Regions from separate parts of the Mus musculus genome. Here region 1 is linked to region 2. Evidence: chromatin contacts called from public promoter capture Hi-C data. All regions are on one chromosome and are shown on one strand. The core of a region is the stretch at or near the end of the contact, and the rest is flanking DNA. Distances in the headings are between cores, read along the strand shown.

Region 1 (5,182 bases), core at 154-2,653, 1.1 Mb before region 2:
GCCTTATGTTCTGACAGCTGCTTAATCAAGCTAACTTTGCGCTTGATTAACCAGGACTAGCAAAAAGGCTCAGCAAATAAAGGTTCCTGCTGCCAAGTCTGAGGGTCTGAGTTCAATCCCTAGGACTCGCATGGTGGAAGCTAAGAACAGATTTCAAGAAGTTGTCTTCTGACCTCCACATGCATATGTGCCATGCACACATATATGTAAATATTTATAATTTAAATTTTAGTTCTATAAACAAAAGGCCAGAGCCACATCCAGGCACTCTCTTAGCCTCCTAAGTCGGTGGACCTTACACCCTGCTAAGTCTTAAGTGATAGGACACTCACTTCGGGTCAAACGCCTTCTGGCACAACGGGCAACTCAGCAACGCAAGTGGACTCTGCACAGGCACACACTCCTGGGCGCTGGGAGTTCGACCAGAATTTAGTGCAGGGCATCCTTTCAGGGATGGAGTAGGTGACCCCAGGGAGCCTTCAGGTTCACAGAACAGGTGGCGGGAGCTTCCAGAGCCACGAAGGGCAGGTGGCAAAGGCGTCCAGGAGAAAGTCTTGGATCCCACAGTGAAGGCCTCAGGAGGCACAGTGGACTCTGGGTCAGGTAGAGACTCCTGAAAAGTAAGTCCCCATAAGGTCACAGCCACCAACACCATGACCTCCCCCAGGGCCTGAGAACTCTCTCCCAGGTCATCCTTCTTTAGTGCTTTTGGACACACCTGGCTGGGAAAAGCAGGCAGCGGTGGTAATGGCTGACGGTTCGGGGTCCAATCCGCGGTCCCGCTCACGGTGCTGCGCAACAGAGCAGCCCAGGGCTCACTCTTACTTCCCTCCGAGAGAAACCAAGGGCGGCAGTTAGGGGGCCTGGGAAGCACAGGAAGAGTCAGCCGGGGCATCCATGGTAGAGATATCGTGAAGAGTTGATTCTACAGTGAGGGGTACCAGGGCTAGGGAGCAGGTCCACAATGGGGTAATGGAGGAGGGAGTCCATAGTAAGAGACCGGGAAGGAACCTCACTTAGAAGGGTAAATGGACTCTTGGGGGAAACGGAGCCTGGGGCTGAGAAAGAAGTGGATAAATGGGCGACGTGAAGAGGGGTGGCGGAGGTGGTGGTGGGGAACAGCAGCGTTGGGGCGGAAGAAGCGACCGCGCCCCGAGAGAGGCGGAGCGCGGCTGGTAGCGAGATGCACGCGTGCGAGGAACCCCGCAGCTAGGCGGGAACATCGAGGCGTCCCCATCGCCTTCCCGGTGTCTCAGCGCCTTCCAAAGCCCCCAGGACCCCACCCTTCCGCTCTGTCCCGCCTCACCCGCCCCCCGCGGGCGGCCTCCGACGGCTCAGCCTCCCCCGCAGTCTCCGCTCCTCCTCCATCCTTCTCCAAACAGCGTCCGGCGGAAGTGAGACTTACAGCCCGGCCCGCCCTCCGACCGGGATCCGCTCCGGCGGCTTCCAGACCCCCCCCACTCTCCGCTCTGCCAAGTGCCAGCTCCCCTTTGTGGCGCTGGAAATCTAAGGCGCCGAGATCCCAACCGTTGGGAACACGAGGCTGCCGCCTTGAGGGAGAGGCGGGACAGGGCGGAGCTGCCCTCCAGTTTGCAGGGGTGCGAGATTGGGCCACTCGAGCCTGTGCAGAGCCTGGGCTCCCTTCCGTCAACACGTGCAGAGAGCTGTCAGGCTTGCCCTGCCGGTGGCACCTCCCAGACAATGCCCTGCCTCAGTTTCCAGTTCTGTAGTCTTTTTCAGGAAGGCCCCATGGATAGGACCAAATTCTCAGGCCCAGTTTTGCCAGCATCTTCTTCTTAAAGGAGGAACTGGGTTTTTCTACCAAAGAGAAGAGCAATCAAACCGCAAAGCCCAGGGGACGAAGGCTCAGAGTGAAAAACCCGGGCTTCCTACCTAACCAATATCCCGTCCTGCAATCCTGCAGCCCATCACTTGGTGGCAGCAAAAGTCCAGGCACTTTGATGTACGCATTGGGATTCGCTAGTAGCTTTCTACTTCACAGCCCCCAGGGGTCAGGGCCGTTCCAAACGCCTGTCCTGCAACCATCTGACTCGCAGACCCTTTTCCTGGGTCTTCCTCCAGTCAGAGCTTTGCACCCCATCCTTAGGTGAGATCACACACACACACACACACACACACACACACACACACACACACACCGTGTGTACTTCCAGGTTCCACATCCTGGAAGTTGTGTCTAGACCAGGGTCTGGGGATGGTTTCTGCACTAAGGTTGTCTTCTGTCTCTGCAGACTTGAAGAGGAAGAGCAAGTTTAATCTCGGAGAGCGCATGTATTTGTGCCGTATGTGTCTGGTGCCCACAGAGATTGGAAAAAGGTCTTGGACCGCCTAGAACTGTGGTTACAGACAGTTGTGAGCTACCATGTGGGTGCTAGGAAATGAACCTGAATCCTTTGCAAGAACACTGGCACAGACCTTTCATCCCAGTACCCAGGAGGCAGAGACAGGAGGATCTCTATGAGTTTGGTTTATGGAGTGAGTTCCAGGAAAGCAGGGCTATGAAGAAAGATCCTGTCTCAAACAAAACAAAACAAAAAGTTGAATTTGGGCTAGGGAGGTGACTCAGTAGGCAAAGTGTCTATGCAAGCATAAGGGCCTGAGGTCAGTTCTCAGAATTGACATGAAACCATGCAGGACAGCGCAAGTCTGGACTCCAGGTGTGCTGTGAGAGGAGAGGCAGAAACAGGAGGTTCCCCTCGCCTGAAGCTTTTGGGACTTGTGGACACAGTGCCTTCACAAGGTGGAAGGCGAGGTTGTCCTCTGACCTCCACCACGGTGTGTGTGCCCACCCTCACAACACACAGGAAGGAATTTTTAAAAAATATTTATGTATGAAAGTAATCTATCGACGGGCGTGGTGGCACACGCCTTTAAATCCCAGCACTCGGGAGGCAGAGGCAGGCGGTTTTCTGAGTTCAAGGCCAGCCTGGTCTACAAAGTGAGTTCCAGGACAGCCAGGGCTATACGGAGAAACCCTGTCTCGAAAAAACAAACCAAACCAAAACAAAACAAAACAAAAAAAACAAAATAACAAAATAACAAAAAAAAAAAGTAATCTATCTGCATGTACACCTGCATGCCAGAAGAGGGCATCAGATCCTAGTATGGATGGTTGTGAGCCACCATGTGGTTGCTGGGAACTGAACTCAGGATCTCTGGGAGAGCAGTCAGTACTCTTAACCACTGAACTATCTCTCCAGACCAGGAAATAATTAATAATAATAATAACAACAACAACATAAAAATTAAAGCCAGATGGTGGTGGTGCATGCCTTTAATCCCAGCACTCAGGAGGCAGAAACATGTGGATCTCTGTGAGTTCGAGGCCAGCCTGGTTTACAGAGCAAGTTCCAGGACAGCCAGGGCTACAAAAAGAAAAACCCTGTCTTGAAAAACAATAACAACAAAATTAAGGTTGAATTTGATGAAAATATTTTACTCTCCTGGAACTATCTGTTGTGGTGATAAGAAAGTTATTGGAAAATACTCTCTGGTTGGGATTAACCCTTGCATTTCAGAAACAACTTTTTTTTTTGAGCCAAGATTCACAACAGTTACAAAAGGATATTTCAGCCCCCCCCCCTTTTTTTGAGACAGGGTTTCTCTGTGTAGCCCCTGGCTGTCCTGGAACTCACTTTGTAGACCAGGCTGGCCTTGAACTCAGAAAACCACCTGCCTCTGCCTCCCGAGTGCTGGGATTAAAGGCGTGTGCCACCACGCCCGGCCTTATTTCAGCCCTTTGGAGGAGACACACAGTGGCACAGAAAGTGGCCCAGTGTAGGAGGCAATAAGGCTGCCTGTATCTGCCCAGTGCCCAGGTTGTGCCTACTTTCTTCTCTTAGGCTTTGCCCATCATTAGACTGAATTATCTTAGAGGAAGAGCCTAAACTCTACTCTCCAAAGCTAGTCTCAGAAGGAAAGAGGGTCTGCCAGCCAGGTTGGAGTTTTGGCATACTATTTTGTCAAGGTGGTATTAACAGAGTCCTGACTTTCTCACTAGCAAAGCTGATCCCCGGATTGGTCTCTGACATCAACAGGGGCCGATCAGTTGGTGGACTAGGTGAACCCGTCCATCATACTCCAGTTTGCGTCTGCTGGGGTCGTCCACGTCCTGCTTGGCTTCCTATATTCTCCCTGCCTTCCTGGGAACTAGGTTTACCATTCATCTACTGGACAGATGGGTCATGACAGCTCCTGTCTGTGACCAAGCCTAGAAAGGACACAGGCCTCTAGTTTTCAAGTGGGGCCTGTAGTAGGCCAGCATGCCGGGGGACATGCTCGTGCTATGCCACTCAGCTATCCCACTCTTACTGTGAGGCGGAACAGCATAGCATCTACACAGGGTACCCCAGCAATACTCACTTCACTGGCTGTACGAGGATGTCCAAGAGGCCTGGGCTGCTTCTCTGCCTGCGTGGCCTTCTGACAGCGGGCTGCATTCCCCACACCTGCTGGCCTGTGTATGCCAAGCAGGCAAGGCTGCCTGGAGCCAGGCACGGCGGCATTTATGGGGTGTGGGAGTGCCAGGCAGACAGGCTGTATGCGACAGTTGCCTGGGAAACATCGCAGGATCCGCCAGGCAGCAGAGTGGTTGTTCAGGCCCACACATGGGGTGTGGGGGCAAGGGTGTGTTGGGGGAGGGAGACGCTCAGACACTGCGGCTCCCTTACTCTACCTCTTCATGCTTCCAATTGGGGATCGTGGCCAGGAACTGCCCATGGTCAGCAGGCCAAAGCCAAGCTGGGGCAATCTAACCCAAAAAGCCAAGGGACACTGGAGGAGAGGCTACTGGGGGACAGGACCTTGCCCCATTTCAGCTCCCACCCCTGAGCCACCCTTCAGGCCACGCTTCCACACTTCTGTCGGTTCACAGTGACATTCTGACATTCAACAAACTCTTCCAGCCTCTTTTCCAAACCCTCTCATGGCCCAGTTCATGTTCATCAATCCAGGGCCTGTGCCTGCCTTTGTTGGCCCTTTCTCTAGGAGGTTAGCTCCTACAGCCCTAAGTCCGAGCCTTCCAGCCCTGCCCCCCAATGCCCTTCTAGGTTTTCCTGAAGCGCAACCATAGGGCAACTTCCAGAGGGCAGTTCTGTGTACTGTGCCCTAGCTGTGCCCAGAGCTTCAGAGGGACCACACGGTCACAGACATAGCAGAAAGA
Region 2 (5,455 bases), core at 674-3,173:
TCTGAGAACACAGGTTTATTGGGACACAGAAGAGCCAGCAAGTGGATGCACAGGCTGCAGAGATGCAGCCACTTCTGCAGGAAGAAGGGAAGGCAGTCTCTGGAAATTGCATCAAGAGGAAGAAGAGTCAGGCTCTCCCGCTACCCATTCACAGCTAATTCCAACAGCTTTTTTAACAGCTAAAGGCTTCCTGGGCCCAGGTGAGCAGGACACAGGCAGCAAGCCCTTGGCTCCACTCCCAGGGAGATCAGCAGGAACGGACAGAGCAGGGTGGGGAACCCATAAAGGGCCAGCAACAGTTTCCACTCGTGCCAGATTGCATCCACCCAACCTCGGGAAGACCGTGTCTGCAGCCCCTCTCAACCATGAAAGAGACAGGCAGGCTGGCAGCCCTAGCCCACCACGCTTAGTGCAATAATCATTCTAGGACCGAAGCTCCCTAGGAACAAACTCAGTTAAGAGGAAGGAGCAGCGGAAGTCGGGGACATAGGTTGCTTCTGTTCATAGACGAGAGGACCCCAACTCAGATCCAGCTCTTTTTTGTAATGGCCACAAAGACCAAAGCAAGACCCAGGGAGGAGGTCCCGAGGGCACCTGTCCCAGTAGGAAGCTTGTCCTCTCATTCCCCAGGGAATCATGACACTGTCCTCACGGCCAGGTACATAGTGGACCGGTCAGTGCCAGCCCTGGACAGAAGCAGCAAGTCTCCTCTGTGGGTGAGAAGATGCCCGAACTGGCAGAATGGAAGCCCCAACCAGGGCCTGAAGGGTCCCTGGTCCACTCCCCGTGCCGCCCCAGCAGCCTTGCCAAGTTTACAAGGCTCCACCTTGCACCCTGCGGGGAAGGGCTGGTGAGGGGGGGCAGGCCTCTCATCTGTACATCCACTCTCAGTCTCACTTCGCACCAGTTTTCCTTTGAGGCCAACAGAGGGGGATCGCTTTGCAGTTTAAGAGAGACCGCTAACCGGCCTGTTGGGGAATCATCTTTCAAAATTAAATCCGTCGCCGCTGGCTCCCTGACCCTCTCTTCCTGCCCATTCTAGTACTGAATTCCTTCTCCCGAGGCCCCAGAGCGCACGTGTTTAACACACAAAACAGTGCTGGCAGCCCCCTCTGGGCACCCCCGCCCCTGCGCAGGCCCTCGGACCCCAGGAGACTAGCTTGGGGAGGAAGTGGGACCAGGCTGCTTCCTCTCGGCCGCCTCCAAGCTGGCTCCCCAGCTGGACCCTGCGCCGCAGGGGCTTGGATTCCTCACCTCTCCGGAGTTCGGCATCCGTCTAAGTCTGCAGGACCCTTGCTGCAGGGGCGGGAACCCGGAGGCTATGGGCCCTGCGGCAGACTCGAGGGCACCAAATCCAGTCCGGGACCCCGGGTCTAGACCATCCCCTCCTCAGTTAAAGCAAAGAGCCCATTGTTTGTGGCCCCAGGGACAAAGCCCCGAGTTCTGTCCGGGTCAGCTTCGCCGCCAGGAGCCTCACGACTCGCGCTACTCACATGCTCGGCTGCAGCGGGCGCGGGGGTAGCGGCTGGGAGGCTGCAGGCACGGCGGGGAGCAGCAGCAGCGTCAGGGCCACCACGCGCCAAGACGCCCTCGCCTCCACCCCGACAGGCATAGTGCGCGCGGTCGCGCTCCCACTCGGTCCTGGGATCTTCGACTCACAGGCGGCCCTTACGGCCAGTAGACGCTGTCTTCACGGGCGCCATACCCCCAGAGGACAGCGGAGCACCACAACCCAGTCGCGCCAGGTGCGGGGCGCGAGGTTCCCGCAGGTGCAGATGGGACAGTTGCCCGGACCTCCGAGACCTTCGCGCTCGGTTCGGCGCGGCCAGACACTTGCCAGGAGTGATGGAGAGCAAACTCGGAGCGGGACGCAGCAGACGTCAGGCCCGCCCGCCGCACGCCCCCCGGCCCGACCCCAGCCCCCTCTTTCCCGACCCCGCTCCCGCCCCTTTTGGCCCCACCCCCAGCCCAAGCCACGCCCGTTCCGCCTTCGGCCCCGCCCAGACAATCCCAATAGGGAGAGCCCACTTCCAGCCCCGCTTCAGCCCCTCCCCTCTCCGGCTCCTGGTCCTACCTTTAAGGCTAAGCTCGCTTCCCAGTACTTTCCCCTAAAGCTTTCCAATTTCACTTGCGCTCCCTCTCTCTGCAACCGAGAGTCCCAGGTCTGACCCCAACCAAGTGAACAATTCTGTCGAGTCTGCGCGGTCCATACTTCGTAAACACCGCTCTATCCAGATCTGAGACCTCTGCAAGCGCACCCTTGGATTCTTGGAGTTGCAGTCACCTTCCCTTGGCCCCTCGTCCGCGCGCCCGCCACCGCTGTCCCAGAAGCAGGGAGGGATAGTAGAGCGGGAGGTAGAGGGGGGGACAGCCTCTGAGTGCCTCTGGGCACTTCCTTTGGGTACTGACTTTATTAGGTAACACACCACCCTCTGGGCTTTCGTATTCCCAGTTCTGTACTGAGTGCTTTGGGACGGTAGCATGGGGTGGAGTGGGCGTGTAGGTCCCACTAGGCACCTGCATAGGGGTCTAGGAGGTGAGGCGACTCCCTGCACCAGGTATTTATTGTCTTTTAAGCCTGGCTTTGATTTGATTTGACTTTCTCCGCGGTTAGGGGCAGACTGACCAGCGCTGTACGTGGCATCTCTTAGTCCAGGACTTATCAAACACTCAGAGGGGCTCTTTGTGAAGCTGAGCTGGGAGAGTCCCATGAGGGTATGGTAGCGGACCTCACTAGTTGCAGATAGTTGTGTGAGGATCAGCTCCTCCTTGTCCTACTGGAGAGGTGTGCCTGCCCTTTTACATGATGGGTGGACCCAGCCTGCCCTCTTCCACCATCCCTGAGGAGTGCGGTAGGTGTTCCAGCCTCCTCTTCCCCTGAAGCAAGTGCTTGAGGGGGCCTCTGGCTGGGGGACCTGGAAATGCCGCTGCAAAAGTTCGCATTTCAAAAGACTGTGGGTCTCATTACTGGGCAGGTGCTGTCAGCTTAGACCTGCTGCTGGCCCAGATGCGGAACCGAGGGCAAGGAAGGGAGTGGAGTGAGTTTAGAAAACTCAGGTTTCAGATCTGAGCAGTAAACATAGAGGAGTATAACCTCAGGGGAAATAGAGAAGGGAGGGAAGTAAGGAAGGAGGGAGGGAGAGATGGATAGACAGACAGATTCTGGAGGGCAATGGGTCCTGGAACTTGCCACCTGATGCCCCAAACAGGACCCCAGTTTGCCCTGCATTGTTGTGCTGGGACTCACCCTTCTGCTCAAACCCATCACCAGACCCTCCCTGGATCTCAGTAGCAGAGGCTGACCCGAGCCCTCTGGGGGACTCCCAATGTCTGCACCCAGGAATTCATCTCATATCCCTCCTCAGCCAGGGGCCCACCACTGTGGAGAAGTACAGGAACTGTACACTGGGCCCAGGCGCTTAAGCTTGCTCCTCTGTACCTCTGTCTCTCCCGGCGCTGGCGTGTGTGAATGCTTGTGTGCATGAGGGATGGGGACCTGAAGAAGTTCACCACCTGCTCTGTGAAACCGTGCCCCAGGACCAGAGTCTGGAGGTGAGTGGGTGAAATTTTCTCGGCTCCTTGGGTGGGGGAGGGGGCGTGCTTTTAGTATCCCGAAACCTATGTGGGGCCCTTACTGAAGAGAGACAATACGAAGTAAAATGGCTTTGCTAATTTTACAAAGGTATGTGGCCTCCTGCGTGAATTCCTAAACCCCTTCAACTTGAAGGTTTCCTTGGGTCAGAGCTTTACTGACCCTAGGCTATTCCATCTCTGCCCATGTCCCGTCCAGGCACCAGGCCTCTGTGCCAGGTGAAGAGTCCTGGCGGGTATCAGGTGCTTCCTGTGGTTAGGTTAAGACGAGCATGTGTCTCTTAAGGTGGGTGGCGTACACATGGGCAGTGTGTGGTCTGTCCACTATCCCCGGACAGAGTCCTTGTTCCCGGGCAGGTGTGGGTAGATGAAGCATGGACCACACACTCCAAGCACCTGTCACTTAGACAGATGTTGGCTGGAGCCTCACCCCAGCCCCAGAGAGACAGACCCTTTTCCTGTCCAGTCTGGCTCCTCAGAGCATGGGTGATGGTTGAGCATCTGATTGCCCAACACAAGAGTGGAGCAGAGAGGACACTTACAGTCTGTCATTGTAATCAGGACCTGGGGATATAACTCAGTTGGTAGAGTGCCTGCCTAGCATGCTTTCCAAGGTCAAATCTCCAGCACTACACACACTTGCCCTGGCGGGGGGGGGGGGGGGGGGGGCAGGGGGCGGGGTGGGGGAGGAGTCAGGGTAAGCAGAAGTTTAATGCCATACCGGGCCAGACGAGACCTTATCTTAAAACCAGCCAAATAAACAAACAAAAATGCCCCCATAAAACTAGGAATCAAATGACAATGTATTTAATACAGTTCTGTAACTCACAGCAAGCATATTGCAACTTTACAGCTAACAAATTACGACAGCTGGTTGGACATGATTATTTCAAATTGTCTCACGGGCTGGAGTGACAGTCACAACATGGTCAACAGGGCGGCTCAATTCCACGAGGTGTGCACTCGGCTTGTCTCCCCATCACTCAGAAATAAGTGCAGGGGCGAGTCGAGGGGGAGAGCGCACTCCGGGTTCATCAAGTACTTGCATGATAATGTCCTCATGTAAACATGCCTGTGAAAATGCATAAGGCACTTGGCTCAGGAAGGTGGCTGCTTGCTCTGTTGTTCAATCTGTTGTGTGTATTTTCTCACTCGGAGTCCATCCCTGTCTGCCATTCAGGGAGAGGACGAATGGCTAGCTGGTCACCAGGATACTACTGATATCATATTCTCTCCTAGCTCAACACATGCAGCACCCGCTTCTGGGTGTTTCCAATGACTGCATCTAGAATTGTTGTGTCAGTTGTCCTTCCTTGCTGGAACAAGACAGAGCAAGAGCTGGCCACTGAGACCTTCCTGATATAACTCTGGGTATTGGCTTTACATAGCTGTATCCATAGGTCTGAGAAATCCGTTACTTGGTTTTCCCTGCAGATACTTTTAAATTTTTTTATTAGACTCATTCATTTATTGGGTATCACATGTGCCGCTGTGCACGTGTAGGGATCAGAGGACAACTTGATGGAACTGGTCCTTTTCCTCTATGATGTGTGCCACGGGGGTCAAACCCAGGTCATTAGGCTTGTCAACAGTCACTTTTACCTGCCGAGGAATCTTGTTGGTCTTATAATGGCAATTCTTGGTCATTGTTCCAAATTAATTTAGAGGTTAATCTATCCAGTTCCTTTTAGTTACTTTGGAATTTAGCTGCAACTGCCTTAAATGTGCTGTCAAGAACCTCAGGATATCTGCAGGAACTGGACTGTTGGCATGGCGCCCTCTTGTGGGCTTGGGCATATTGACGAACCACAGTGCTGGCTTCAGGAGGAGGGTGGGCCATCAGTTCTATCCTTTATTGAAAATA

Evidence for each region. Promoter capture Hi-C pulls out the DNA fragments that hold promoters and counts their contacts.
Region 1: a promoter capture Hi-C map of stem cell-derived epiblast-like cells shows a contact between it and region 2, with 4 times the contacts expected there. The contact joins the promoter of Faap20 here to the promoter of Megf6 in region 2. A contact is called at or near these places in 1 of 39 promoter capture datasets (stem cell-derived epiblast-like cells) and 1 of 115 datasets of contacts at active chromatin or transcription factors (large pre-B cells).

The regions. Positions count from the first base shown.
Region 1 is chr4:155,246,187-155,251,368 of GRCm38.p6, reverse strand. It overlaps Faap20 (Fanconi anemia core complex associated protein 20), which reads right to left and starts at 1,403. Exons shown (of 4, transcript NM_001190445.1): 1 at 1,307-1,403; 2 at 719-863; 3 at 333-613. The coding sequence starts at 1,368.
Region 2 is chr4:154,167,181-154,172,635 of GRCm38.p6, reverse strand. It overlaps Megf6 (multiple EGF-like-domains 6), which reads right to left and starts at 1,923. Exons shown (of 37, transcript NM_001162977.1): 1 at 1,494-1,923. The coding sequence starts at 1,612.